2 separate regions of the Mus musculus genome follow, and region 1 is linked to region 2. A link is a contact called in public Hi-C data. All regions are on one chromosome and are shown on one strand. The core of a region is the stretch at or near the end of the contact, and the rest is flanking DNA. Distances in the headings are between cores, read along the strand shown. Region 1 holds the start of Kcnj3 (potassium inwardly-rectifying channel, subfamily J, member 3). Region 2 has its middle 120 kb from the start of Kcnj3.

What was found. Hi-C and Micro-C count contacts between places; a contact is called where the count stands out from the background.
Region 1: a Hi-C map of cerebellar granule neurons shows a contact between it and region 2, with 4 times the contacts expected there. The contact joins the promoter of Kcnj3 here to the enhancer-like site in region 2. A contact is called at or near these places in 3 of 39 promoter capture datasets (embryonic stem cells and hippocampal neurons), 11 of 484 Hi-C or Micro-C datasets (the HL-1 cell line, brain, cerebellar granule neurons and 4 more) and 4 of 115 datasets of contacts at active chromatin or transcription factors (PVALB interneurons, embryonic stem cells, epiblast stem cells and 1 more).

The regions. Positions count from the first base shown.
Region 1 is chr2:55,432,814-55,438,698 of GRCm38.p6, reverse strand. It overlaps Kcnj3 (potassium inwardly-rectifying channel, subfamily J, member 3), which reads right to left and starts at 2,729. Exons shown (of 5, transcript NM_001355118.1): 1 at 2,189-2,729; 2 at 1,867-1,918; 3 at 797-1,553. The coding sequence starts at 1,498.
Region 2 is chr2:55,313,360-55,320,041 of GRCm38.p6, reverse strand. No RefSeq gene overlaps it. Among named protein-coding and RNA genes, the nearest start is that of Kcnj3, 120 kb to the left of the region's middle. Within about 2 kb of position 4,746, at least 2 of the 459 cell types and tissues checked have an H3K27ac peak or open chromatin away from gene starts, as enhancers often do. A contact at or near this core is called in cerebellar granule neurons and cerebellum, where this site is marked.

The sequences.
Region 1 (5,885 bases), core at 1,480-3,979, 120 kb before region 2:
ATGTTAGGAAGCAATCTTCTTTAATGGATGCTCAAAAGCTTCAAGTAAAATCTATAATTGACAAAGTCTTCATAGAAACAGGCAATTAAGAATAAAATTAACAAGAGACTCTACAGGGAAAGCACTCAAGCTTTCACAGAATGCATCTCTAGAGGGATACACACACACACACACACACACACACACACACACACACATTATAGTTTTTAAAGAAACAGATATGGTGCCTTCTGTTTTACTAAGAGCTTCCTGGATCTGCTATGTTTGTTTAAAAGATGACCACAGTTAAACTTACTGTGTCCTGAAGAGTAATCCACCTAGTAGCATTATTGGGACAGGGTACACTGCAGACTAAACTCAAACTAAAGTTGAGGCAACTTCCAACATCTAATTCTTCCCATTAGAAGCCTTAGTGCCTCATGTGTAGAAGAGTATTGAGTTGGCAACAAACCAAAAGTGCTCCAGGGACAAAACAGTAGTGGGAGAACAGGAGCCCACAGCTCTCCCTACCACCATTATGGTGTGCTGCAGCACATCAGAGGTGAGGAATATAAACAAGAACAGGGACAAAACCAGAACTGGCAACTATGCCCTCTGCCCAATTACCATCCCTTTTTACCCCTCCCCACATCGCACCCCCTCCTCCAAAGAAGTTTACCTGTGGTGGAAGGAAAAAACCCTGGAGGGAAAACCCAGAGGAGGGAGCAGAGTGGTTCCCAAGGGGATTAAATCTTTGGGTTTCTGGGGTGGGGGGGTGGGGGGACATCTGCTTGAAGAAGGGGAGGGCTGCACTTACTTTGAGCAGCTTGCAGCGGATCTGCGCGGAGACCATGTGGCTGTTGCGCAGGTTGCCCACCCGGAACATGAGAGTGAGTTTTCCGTCCCTCATGGAGATAACCGCATGCTCGCTAAACATGAGGGTCTCGGCGCGCTTTTTGGGCTGGGACATCTTGATGAACATGCAGCCGATGAGGAAAGCGTCCACGATGGAGCCAAGGATGGACTGGAAGAGGAAGAGGATGATGCCCTCGGGGCACTTATCTGTGATGTAGCGGTAGCCATAGCCGATGGTGGCCTCGGTCTCGATGAAGAAGAGGAAGGCAGAGGGGAAGTTATAGACATTGGCCACACAGGGAGTGTAGTTGCCGACATGGGCTTTGTTCAGGTCGCCCCGGGTATAAGCGATCACCCACCACATGGACGCCATGAAGAGCCAGGCCACGGTGTAGGTGAGGATGAAGATAAAGAGGTTCCAACGCCACTTGAGATCCACCAGGGTAGTGAAGAGGTCCGAAAGGTAGCGACTGGTCTCGCTGCCCAGGTTACCATGCTGCACATTGCACCGGCCGTTCTTGTCCACGAACCGCTGCCGTTTCTTCTTGGGCACCAGCTGCTGCTGCGGGCCCTGTCCTGGCCCCTGAGGCTGTAAGCCCGAACCGCTCGACGAAGTGGTCACTACCTGGTAATCGTCCCCAAATTTCCTTCGGAGTGCAGACATAATACGGAGGGGCGAGCCAGATTCAAACACGAAGCGGAGGCGCAGGAGCCAAGCGCTGCAAACCAGCACCAATAAGGAGGTGGGGGCAGGGGATGAAAGCAGGAGGGGAGGGGACGAAAGCAGGCGCCTGGGTTGGGGGTGGGGGTGGGGAGCACCCTGCAGGTAGCAGCAGTCTTTGCCCCGTCCGGATGCCTCTCCTCCCCTGGGACAGAGGCTTTCTTTCCAGGAGCAGGGCTAAAACAGAAGTGTTCTCCCACACTCAAGGCAAGGGGAATGCAAGGGGCAAGAACCCAAGTGAAAATTTGCCTCTGAGCTCTTTGAGGCTTCTCTTTTTCCCCCCACCATCACCATCCCGGGCCACCTCTTACCTTTCCACGGCACCCCACCCTCGACTGTCCTGCAGCACCCATGAACTGGTTGCTGAAAATTAATGAGTTTGACAAACAAGTCCCACCCCACCTGCTAACTCCCCAAGCTTCTAAACTGCTCCACCTGCCTGGTCCAGACCCTCCCCCCTCCCAGCTGCACCCTAATCACCCGCCCCCCAGGAGTGTCCCTAGGTCCCTTGTCACTCCCGCCTCCTATCTTTTAGCCAAAATCCCGCCCAGAGGCATGTCTCCTGGGCAGCGGTGCAACGCCCCCTACCCACTCTCTGCTGGTTCAGAATCCCCCTCCCGGGACTCTAGAGACCTGTACTCCTGAGGTGCGCCGGCGGCCGAGTTTTCACGCGCTCCACCTGGGCCTTTGGGTGGACTCTCCGGAGGGGGTGAGCGGACGTCAAGCTACCCCTGCGCTCCAGGGAGCTCTGGAAGCCTGGGCACTCACCCAGTGACAGAGAACAGGCGGAGGCTCTGCAAGCAGCACAGGCAGTCTGGCCAAGCACCCTGCGCTTAGGGTGCCTGACCCCTTTCTACTTTTCTTGGTGTTCCAAGATGAGAACCAATGCAGGTGTGTCAGGCTCCGTGCCTCCCTGGGGACACTACACAGCCTCTGCCAGAAACCCCTGATGCTCCAAGCAGAGACTGACTCGGACGCCTGACTCCCGGGTTCCTTAGCGTGCGATGCCCTCTTTCCAGGCGACAGTGCGACTGCTGAACGGAGGTCAGACTTTCAGGTTAAACACCGGCTTTTGCTCCAGCTTTTCCCATGCCTCTCAATAGAAACATTTGAGTCTTCCTTCCTTCGATCTCCTATTCCATGTCCGCCCTTTGCTTGTCCCGGATGGATGGAGGATGCAAGGCTCAAGCGGAGGCAACCAGAATGAGGTGTGTGTGTGCTGGTGCGTGTGATCAGCTGCAGAACCACACTAGCCCCGCCTGTCCTTGCCTTCCCCCGCTGCTCAACCAGCCTGAATTGCACCTCCGCGCCTGGGTTGAGCCTGCAGTGTCTGGCAGCTTAGAGAATGTGAGCCCCTCCAATGAGAAGCAGCTTTAAATCTGCTCCCAAAAGGCAGCCAACTCTTCCCCCCTCCCATCCCGCATCAATCAGAAAGCCCCCAGAAAGCAACAAATGCTGCTTTCTGCGGGGAGTACAATATGTCTCTATTTCTAGGACTTTCTTTTAAGCGAATAGAATACTAGGATTTGGGAATGCATCATCAACAGAGATTCGACTTTCAGATAGGCATATTCAGAACCCAAAATTACCAAACCAGAGGGACCTGACAATCAAGAAAGGCTACACTGAACGGAAACACCAAACCCTTTCTGAAAATGATTCTATGAGGGGGGCTTAGAATAACTACAGTTAGTGTGTGGCAATAATTGAGGGAAAAGTGCCACATTTTAATGGCCCCAGCCTGGCAGTTAACTTAATGGAGGGGGCAAAGTGCAAAAACAGCTGATATAGAGCCCTTGAGTAAATGCCAGCTTATTTACCACATTTCATGCTCGTTTTAAAATGTCATGGAGTCTTATGCCATGTTCCATACAGTCCAGATATGCAAAGTTGGTAGTAAGTCATCAACTCTTGCTATAAAAACAAAGGTTGACTATAAGAACTGGAAACAAAAAAAGCACACAATCACTAGACCATTTCTCCCTGGTAGACACTCACTGCTCCTCTGCCCTAAGACAAACATTCATGCACTCAAAAGCAGAGGACTTGCAAAACGTTTAGCTCCAATTACAGCTTCTCCTATGGGGTCTCTGCAAAGAGGACAGCAATGTATTCTCTGGAGGTTAGACAAAACAGGGACTCTCTGGCCCTGGAATCCTAAGGCCCTTTTGAATACAGCTATATCATTTACAAGCTGGGTGACCTTGAGCAAGAGAAAAACCGTGGAGCCTGAATTTCCCCCTCCAAAAAAATAAATAAATGAAAATGAGAGTTTTATATTTTCCCGGTGATGATAGAGAAACAAAGGAATAAAAGAAAAGTAATGCTATTTTTATTATTTATTTTACTATTTAATCATTTCTCCTCCAAAGGATATACTGGGCTGCCAAGTTTTAGCAGTGCAAAGAGGAGACCATGAGTGAGTTATTTAAGTCGTTGCCATGATGTGACCTACCACAACTCCTTATCTTATTTCTGTTTCTCCTCCACTCTGTCCTTGGCAGGCTGCTGTTTCGATTGCTAAAACACTTGCAGACCTAAGCTGATCCCTGGGCTACTCCAGGGTCTTCTTTCTCACCCTGTAATATTCTTGTCCTTCCCATGGGTCTTATTGCCTCCCTGTTTAAGTGTGTTCTCCATAGAAAAGCCTTCCTTAGTATCTCAGACCCTCTTTGTCTCATCAGTCAGGTTCCTTGCTCATGAGCAAGTTTTCTTGATGCTGTTTTCTTTCTGTCAATGTTCTTCTCCCTCTGTTGGCAATCTGATAAAACAGGCTCTACAAGGGTGAAAGTCCTGTCCTTTTTGCCTTTCTTTGTCTCTCCTTCCTAGAATTGTACTGGTCTCATGCTTGGCAAACCATATTTCTTGGATTATTACATATGTCAGTCTAAACCGTTAGCAGCTCCCCAACAATTCACTAAATCTATACTCAGAATGTAACCTGCACTAACTGGCATCCCTTACTTGAAAGAATACGAAAGAACATTGATGCTTAAAAGAGAATATTTCTTGTTACATTAAGAATTTATGTTCTATCAGTCTTTTGGATCTTTACCCAATATGTTTGAAATAATACCTGTACTTTATTTAAAAGGACATGACTAACCTTTCTTTAGGACCCTAGTCAGCCAAACATGGTGGAGTATGATTTTTAATCCCATCATCCAGTAGACAGAGGCAATCAGATCTCTGTGAGTTTGAGGCAAGCTCCAGGCCATCCATGTATAAATAGTGAGGCTCTTATAGAATCATGATGGTTTAATAACAAAAAACAAAGTATTTTCATATCTTCCTACCACCATTCCTTGGTGAGTACTAAACTCAAATTGATTTAATTGCATTGTTTCAGAATGATTGACTTTAAGTTTTTATCTGAGTTAATGAATCTTTTGACAATTGTTTTATGAATTTTTGCCTGGGAGTAGAGCAGAGTTTTCAACCATTTCTGAAATAGCATGAAGCTTTTTTACTTCTGCCATTTGTACTGCATGTAGTACAGGCAAAGTGTCACTCTAGTAGTAACAATTATTAAGTCAAAATATCGTTCAACTGAAAAATCTTGAATTTGCTTCACATGCTGTGATGTCAAATAGTCATCCATGATATACTTCTTTTCCTATAAATAAACTCAAAAAATCGCACAGGTTTATACATTTGTTTTTGTCTTTTACAAGTAGTAAACAGTTACATAAACAAAAGAGTTATTTTAAAATAAAGTCATCTTTTATTATTAATAACATTTGATTTGTTTATATACTTTGCATGCTGAGTGTCCAAGTTGAAAGTTTAAGAAGACTTGGTCAACTTTAATCCTCTTTTTACACATGAGCACACTGTGGGTACAGAGAGTAAATGATTCATGTAACGTAACGGCACACACAGAAAACTAGAGGCTGAAATTTGAATTCAAGTAGTGTGTCCTCAGAGCCTTTGTGGTCCATCCATCTTCTTCCAGCAGTGTTAGAAGAGTAGTTTATTACTCCTAACCTAGACCTTGGGACCCTCTTCTCCACAGGGCATGTTTCTCATTGATGTGAACTTTGATAGACATCCAAAATGGTCTCACATAGCCTATCAAACTCTTTTCTACGTTTCATTCAGAATGAGCTCTTCTCTAGTCAGCTCTGACTGCTAGCAATGATGCTCCATATTAACTCACCTTCAAATAACACACCTCATTTTTCATTACATTGTGTTCTTCCTAAGAAATGTACATCTCAGACACTAGCATACAAGAGGGTAAAAGAACTCATCCACATTTCATGTCAACACCCACTTCTTGCATAACACTGAATCCTCCCAGTGACAATAATCCATCCTTTCCTTTGGT
Region 2 (6,682 bases), core at 3,497-5,996:
AATTTGCAATTTCATCTGGAAAGCAAAAAACATAGGATAGCAAAAACTCTTCTCAAGGATAAAAGAACCTCTGGTGGAATCACCATGCCTGACCTAAAGCTTTACTACAGAGCAATTGTGGTAAAAACTGCATGGTACTGGTATAGAGACAGACAAGTAGACCAATGGAATAGAATTGAAGACCCAGAAATGAACCCACACACCTATGGTCACTTGATCTTCGACAAGGGAGCTAAAACCATCCAGTGGAAGATAGACAGCATTTTCAACAAATGGTGCTGGCACAACTGGTTGTTATCATGTAGAAGAATGCGAATCGATCCATAGTTATCTCCTTGTACTAAGGTCAAATCTAAATGGATCAAAGAACTTCACATAAAACCAGAGACACTGAAACTCATAGAGGAGAAAGTGGGGAAAAGCCTTGAAGATATGGGCACAGGGGAAAAATTCCTGAACAGAACAGCAATGGCTTGTGCTGTAAGATCGAGAATTGACAAATGGGACCTAATGACACTCCAAAGTTTCTGCAAGGCAAAAGACACCATCAATAAGACAAAGAGACCACCAACAGATTGGGAAAGGATCTTTACCTATCCTAAATCAGATAGGGGACTAATATCCAACATATATAAGGAACTCAAGAAGGTGGACTTCAGAAAATCAAATAACCCCATTAAAAAATGGGGCTCAGAACTGAACAAAGAATTCTCACCTGAGGAATACCGAATGGCAGAGAAGCACCTGAAAAAATGTTCAACATCCTTAATCATCAGGGAAATCAAATCAAAACAACCCTGAGATTCCACCTTACACCAGTCAGAATGGCTAAGATCAAAAATTCAGGTGACAGCAGATGCTGACGAGGATGTGGAGAAAGAGGAACACTCCTCCATTGTTGGTGGGATTGCAGGCTTGTACAACCACTCTGGAAATCCGTCTGGCAGTTCCTCAGAAAATTGGAAATAGTACTACCGGAGGATCCAGCAATACCTCTCCTGGGCATATATCCAGAAGATGCCCCAACTGGTAAGAAGGACACATGCTCCACTATGTTCATAGCAGCCTTATTTATAATAGCCAGAAGCTGGAAAGAACCCAGATGCCCCTCAACAGAGGAATGGATACAGAAAATGTGGTACATCTACACAATGGAGTACTACTCAGCTATTAAAAAGAATGAATTTATGAAATTCCTAGCCAAATGGATGGACCTGGAGGGCATCATCCTGAGTGAGGTAACACATTCACAAAGGAACTCACACAATATGTACTCACTGATAAATGAATATTAGCCCAAAACCTAGGATACCCAAGATATAAGATACAATTTCCTAAACACATGAAACTCAAGAAAAATGAAGACTGAAGTGTGGACACTATGCCCCTCCTTAGAAGTGGGAACAAAACACCCTTGGAAGGAGTTACAGAGACAAAGTTTGGAGCTGAGATGAAAGGATGGACCATGTAGAGACTGCCTTATCCAGGGATCCACCCCATAATCAGCATCCAAACGTTGACACCATTGCATACACTAGCAAGATTTTATCGAAAGGACCCAGATGTAGCTGTCTCTTGTGAGACTATGCTGGGGCCTAGCAAACACAGAAGTGGATGCCCACAGTCAGCTAATGGATGGATCACAGGGCTCCCAATGGAGGAGCTAGAGAAAGTACCCAAGGAGCTAAAGGGATCTGCAACCCTATAGGTGGATCAACATTATGAACTAACCAGTACCCCGGAGCTCTTGACTCTAGCTGCATATGTATCAAAAGATGGCCTAGTCGGCCATCACTGGAAAGAGAGGCCCATTGGACACACAAACTTTATATGCCCCAGAACAGGGGAACGCCAGGGCCAAAAAGGGGGAGTGGGTGGGTAGGGGAGTGGGGGTGGGTGGGTATGGGGGACTTTTGGTATAGCATTGGAAATGTAAATGAGCTAAATACCTAATAAAAAATGGAAAGAAAAAAAAAACAAAAAAAAAATAAAAAAAATAAAAATAAAACACCCATCAACGGCAAAACCCTGGGGAAAAAAAAAGGTTATGGGGATTGTCAGTGTGTTTTTAATAATTAAATATAGCTTTTCTGCCTAGAAAAGGAAAAAGAAAAAAAAAAAAACAAAAAAAACAAAAAAAAATTATACAATTGCATTTGCATATAAACAACATTTAAACATTCAGGAGCCATTTATATGGCATTTATCTTTACATAATTTATCTGAAGTTATAAATATTTAATCATCATAGTATATAGTGAAAATTAATTCAGAGAATTCATATGAGCAGAGACCTGGATATTTCAACATATAATTTTCTTAGGAAGTCCTAAGAACAAGAAATTAGGAAGTAATTGAAGGTTATTTTGAAACTTGAGACATGTTCAAATTAATCAGTATGTTCTACACAAATAGCCAGCATTACAGACAACTGAAAGGAACAATTTCCTGTTCAGGGCTGAGCAATACAATCACCTAAATAGGCACTGAGGAAAGTATTGAAATGTAATTCTGTTATTTAATAAACTGTCGCGATACCCAAGTACCTCCACTCAAATCATCCCGATGGCAGTGGTGGTGTATTCCAATGTTCTGGGTTCTCAAGTGAAACATACACACACATGTAGCCTTATATCTTAATATGCCTTTAACATATCGCTCGCCACATGGACATTCCAATACCTCCAACTCAATGCTTACTAAAACCTATCTTCCATCTTTGCTGCCCTCGACTCAGACCTGCAGCTTTCGTGGGACAAAATTGCTGAATCTTCTATGATTGCTATGTTCCTTCTTCTGCGCCTCTCAAGCCTGGTGTTTTATTCCTTTCAGGGCATGGCAGCTATCTCCTTCCTCCTCCCTAGATCCCTTGCTGGGGAACCCTAAAGTTTTGCCTCAGTCTCTCTGCTCAGTCATTAACGACTGGCAACTTAATTTACCAATCAAAACCAACTGGGGAAAGGGACCGTGCAAATTCTCATGCACTTTGGGGGACCCAAAAACATAATACAAGCATTAAACCAAGCCACAACAATAAAGATTGCAGTTAATGGAATTCAAGGACTAACTTTTCTATATTTACATAAACAGCAAAGAAATAACTTGAAATAATAATAATAATAATAATAATAATAATAATAAACATAAACATAAACTTGTGGTTTTAGGATGTGGATTACACATTTCTTTTTCACTGCTAAAATGTCTCCATGTGAACAAAAGGTAATCCTGCCATCTCACCACGAGGAGGAATGCTGTCCAGTTTTCAGCTTCCTACTGGAGTTGAGAAATAAAATATGTTCAAACAGAAGAATGAAATCAACCTTAGAGCCACAAAGTCAGTCATTTATTAGCAAATAAAAGCAATGTATTTTCCAAGGTTAAATAATAAAGTTTCCAAGAGCTATAATTACAGCTCACGACATAAAACCTTGAAAATTCCACTATATGATAAAAAGAATTTGAGAATCCCAACCTCTGGTGCTGTCACCTTATAATTATCAACTCCAACTGCCACATTTAGTTAACACATTAGGTTTAGAAAAGCTTCTTTTTTTATAACCAAGCTAGAAAAATAAAAGTTTTTTTTTATATATATAGTTTTCTGTTCACTGCAGAAAAGGAAAAGAGAGACATGAAAAGGGATTTCCAAAGAATGTCCAAGGAAAAGAATTCTCTACCATGGAAGCACTAAAAAAATAGAAAAAAAATCTGTTATATTTCTATTATAATATAATATTATATTATTATATGTTCTATGGAAAATTAAAAAATAGAGAAAAGTTTCACATCTGCTTATGATGCTGGGATGCCTATCATGTGATCCAGGTCAACCATCTGACCCAGGGAATTTTAGAAGGAAATAAAAGGAAAAAAAATTATCCCACCTTTAGTTATCAATATATATGCACATATACATATATAAAGATAGTACGTGCATATATATCCATATATATATGAAATGTAAAAATCTATAACTATGTCAATTTATATATAAATATACATTTTACATACACATTATTTCAGCTGTAACCTTGAAGTTGTACAGAGAAGACCAAATCATTAAGAAATAGTTTTCATATTTCACAGGACCCCTCACCTTAAGCATAAAATTAAAGGATGTAGAATAAGAAATAACTTTGAAAAGGCTTGATAGTGTGACAGCTGGTGTGTGACTTGAGCCAAGTGTAAAGACGAAAGCAGACCTCAGGTGCACCACGAGAGTGCTGTATTCGGTCATCTCCTATGGCTCCAGATTGTCATGTTGATTAGAAAATTTCATGCTATGTTCATCCACAGTTTATATATGGACTTTGTGTCACACATCAGAGGTAGAAGGCTCTGTTTAGTATTGCCATGCTATATGTCAGTATTAAGTTTGAAAACATAGCTGTCTGTATCTGGTAACTGCCTAAGTTATAATGAAGCAATTTGAAAACACAAATATCTTTCTATATATGCTGTAATTCTGTGTAGTAATGTATGAAATTCTAGTTAGTTTGATGAGAAGATTTTCTAGCTTTAATACCTGTGTTCAGAATTATCTATAAAATGTTTTAAATATCAAAAGGCCAAAGCATAACATTAAAACTAAAACTAAAATTAAGTTGTTTATCAACCAGAGGGGGAGATCAGTAACTTTATAATTAATGATAAAAATCAAGGAGGTGAATTAGGCACCATTTGCTCCCTCTTTTAGATAGTGAAATTCTGCTTTAGGCATTATCAGCATGGGCTTGTGAATCAACCTGGATCGGCACCATAATCTTCAGAGAACTTACTAAAAATATAATTTCATCAAATTCATAGTCCTTACCATAATATGTCCAATCAGGAAATGTGTTGATGGGGTAAGGGACAGGGAGATTTGGGACAGCAACCAAAGGACTTATCAAATATTACAGATGATTCAGATGCTGGCCGAATTCTGAGAATACAAGAAAAAGAGAGAGAGAAAGAGAGAGAGAGAGACTAATGATTACATTATAAACAAAATTCCAGAAAATAATTTCCAATGAATAACTACAAATAGATAAGCAGTTTAAATAGTATAGTTCAGCTTAAATATTATTGTTTATAGTTTCAATTAAAATCATTGAAACATAAAATATTGGCAGTTTGACTCAATCCAGAATAACTATAGAGTCAGAGCTCAAGTTTTAATTATTTTATCTTGAGAATCATTTTTTTTTCTTAATCGGAGATTATTACTACTTTTTGGTATTAAGGATATTGGTTGGAAATTATTTATGTTAAAAAACACTCAACTAAAGAAAATTTGGAAGATTTTGGCTTTTTCTCCTCAAACATGTCTAAATAATAAATTCCAGGATAGATTCTAAATTTCAAAGAAAATTAATTTGAACACAGAGATAAAAATGGTAGGGGTAGAAATGAATACGAGGTGCTACTACTTCCTCAAGTAATAGACAATAAGATCTTGAAAAACTCTTTAGGTTACTACAAGTGAAGACAAATAGTGAACCTATTTATCCATGTTCTATGTGACATATATTTCAGTGTACACTTTAAATGGCAAAATAGTATACTAACTATACTATTCTTTTGTAGTAAATTTCTTACAATTTTTAAAACTTTATTCAATAAAATAGGTTCCAAATATAAAAGTGCCAGTAGTAGTTTTTATACAGATATGATAAGGAGAAAATATGTTTAATTTGAGGACAAAACAATTGAGGAATTATTTGATGACAGATTCTGAAGTTATAACATTATCTTTTTTAATTAAGAGAAAGAACAGCTTTAATTTTATTTACATTTATATGTAAAGTATAACTATATAACTTTTTTTCCTAATCTTCCCATTAGTTCCTACCATTTTCCTTCCTTCCAACCCATCCTATACCCATATCTAAAATTTATAGCTGTTTTTAAAAGTTATTATTCTTAAACATGTATATGTATGTACATACATATGCACAAATACATAAATATGTTCAATTGAGTCTGTTATTGTTGTTTGTGTGTATATAGTATCAGGCCTGACAATTTAACTTTTTATTGGGTTATTAGTTAAAGAGATCATTTCAGAAATAGATTAATTCTCTCTCTCAGCAGTCTCATTAGTTGCCTATAGTTCTGTGTCTAGGGATGGGACCTTGTAATAGTTCTCTCCTTTTGCTTTAACATATTTATTGATATTGCTCTTTGTTCAAGTCTTGTTTGTACAGTCATTTCTAGGAGATACAATCTAAAAATAAGTGTTTCTGGTACTCTGGTTCTTTGCAGTTATTCCTCATTCTATTCTAGAATGGTTTTTGAGCAAGGAAAGAACTGTGGTGGGGGTCTATCTATTGGATTAGCTAAGATCCTCTGATATCTGCATTATGGCCAGTTATAATTTCCTGTGACAGAAAGATGTTTGTTTTATGGGTAGTGATAATTGCACTTATTTGAGGGTATAATGCTAAGACTTAAAATACAGTTAGGATTTGTGCTGGTCTAATAAAGTGGTGGTAGTTGCCCTTTTTGTTTTTTTGGGTTTTTTTTGTTTGTTTTTTTGTTTTTTAAGATCTATGTCATAGCATTAACCCTAGAAAATAGTCTAGGTTTCTAATATCAGTCATGATTTCGACTCAAAATCAGGTACACGCACACACAAGCACACACACATACAACACACAAACCACTAAATCTTCAGACCTATATCTATGATGAACAT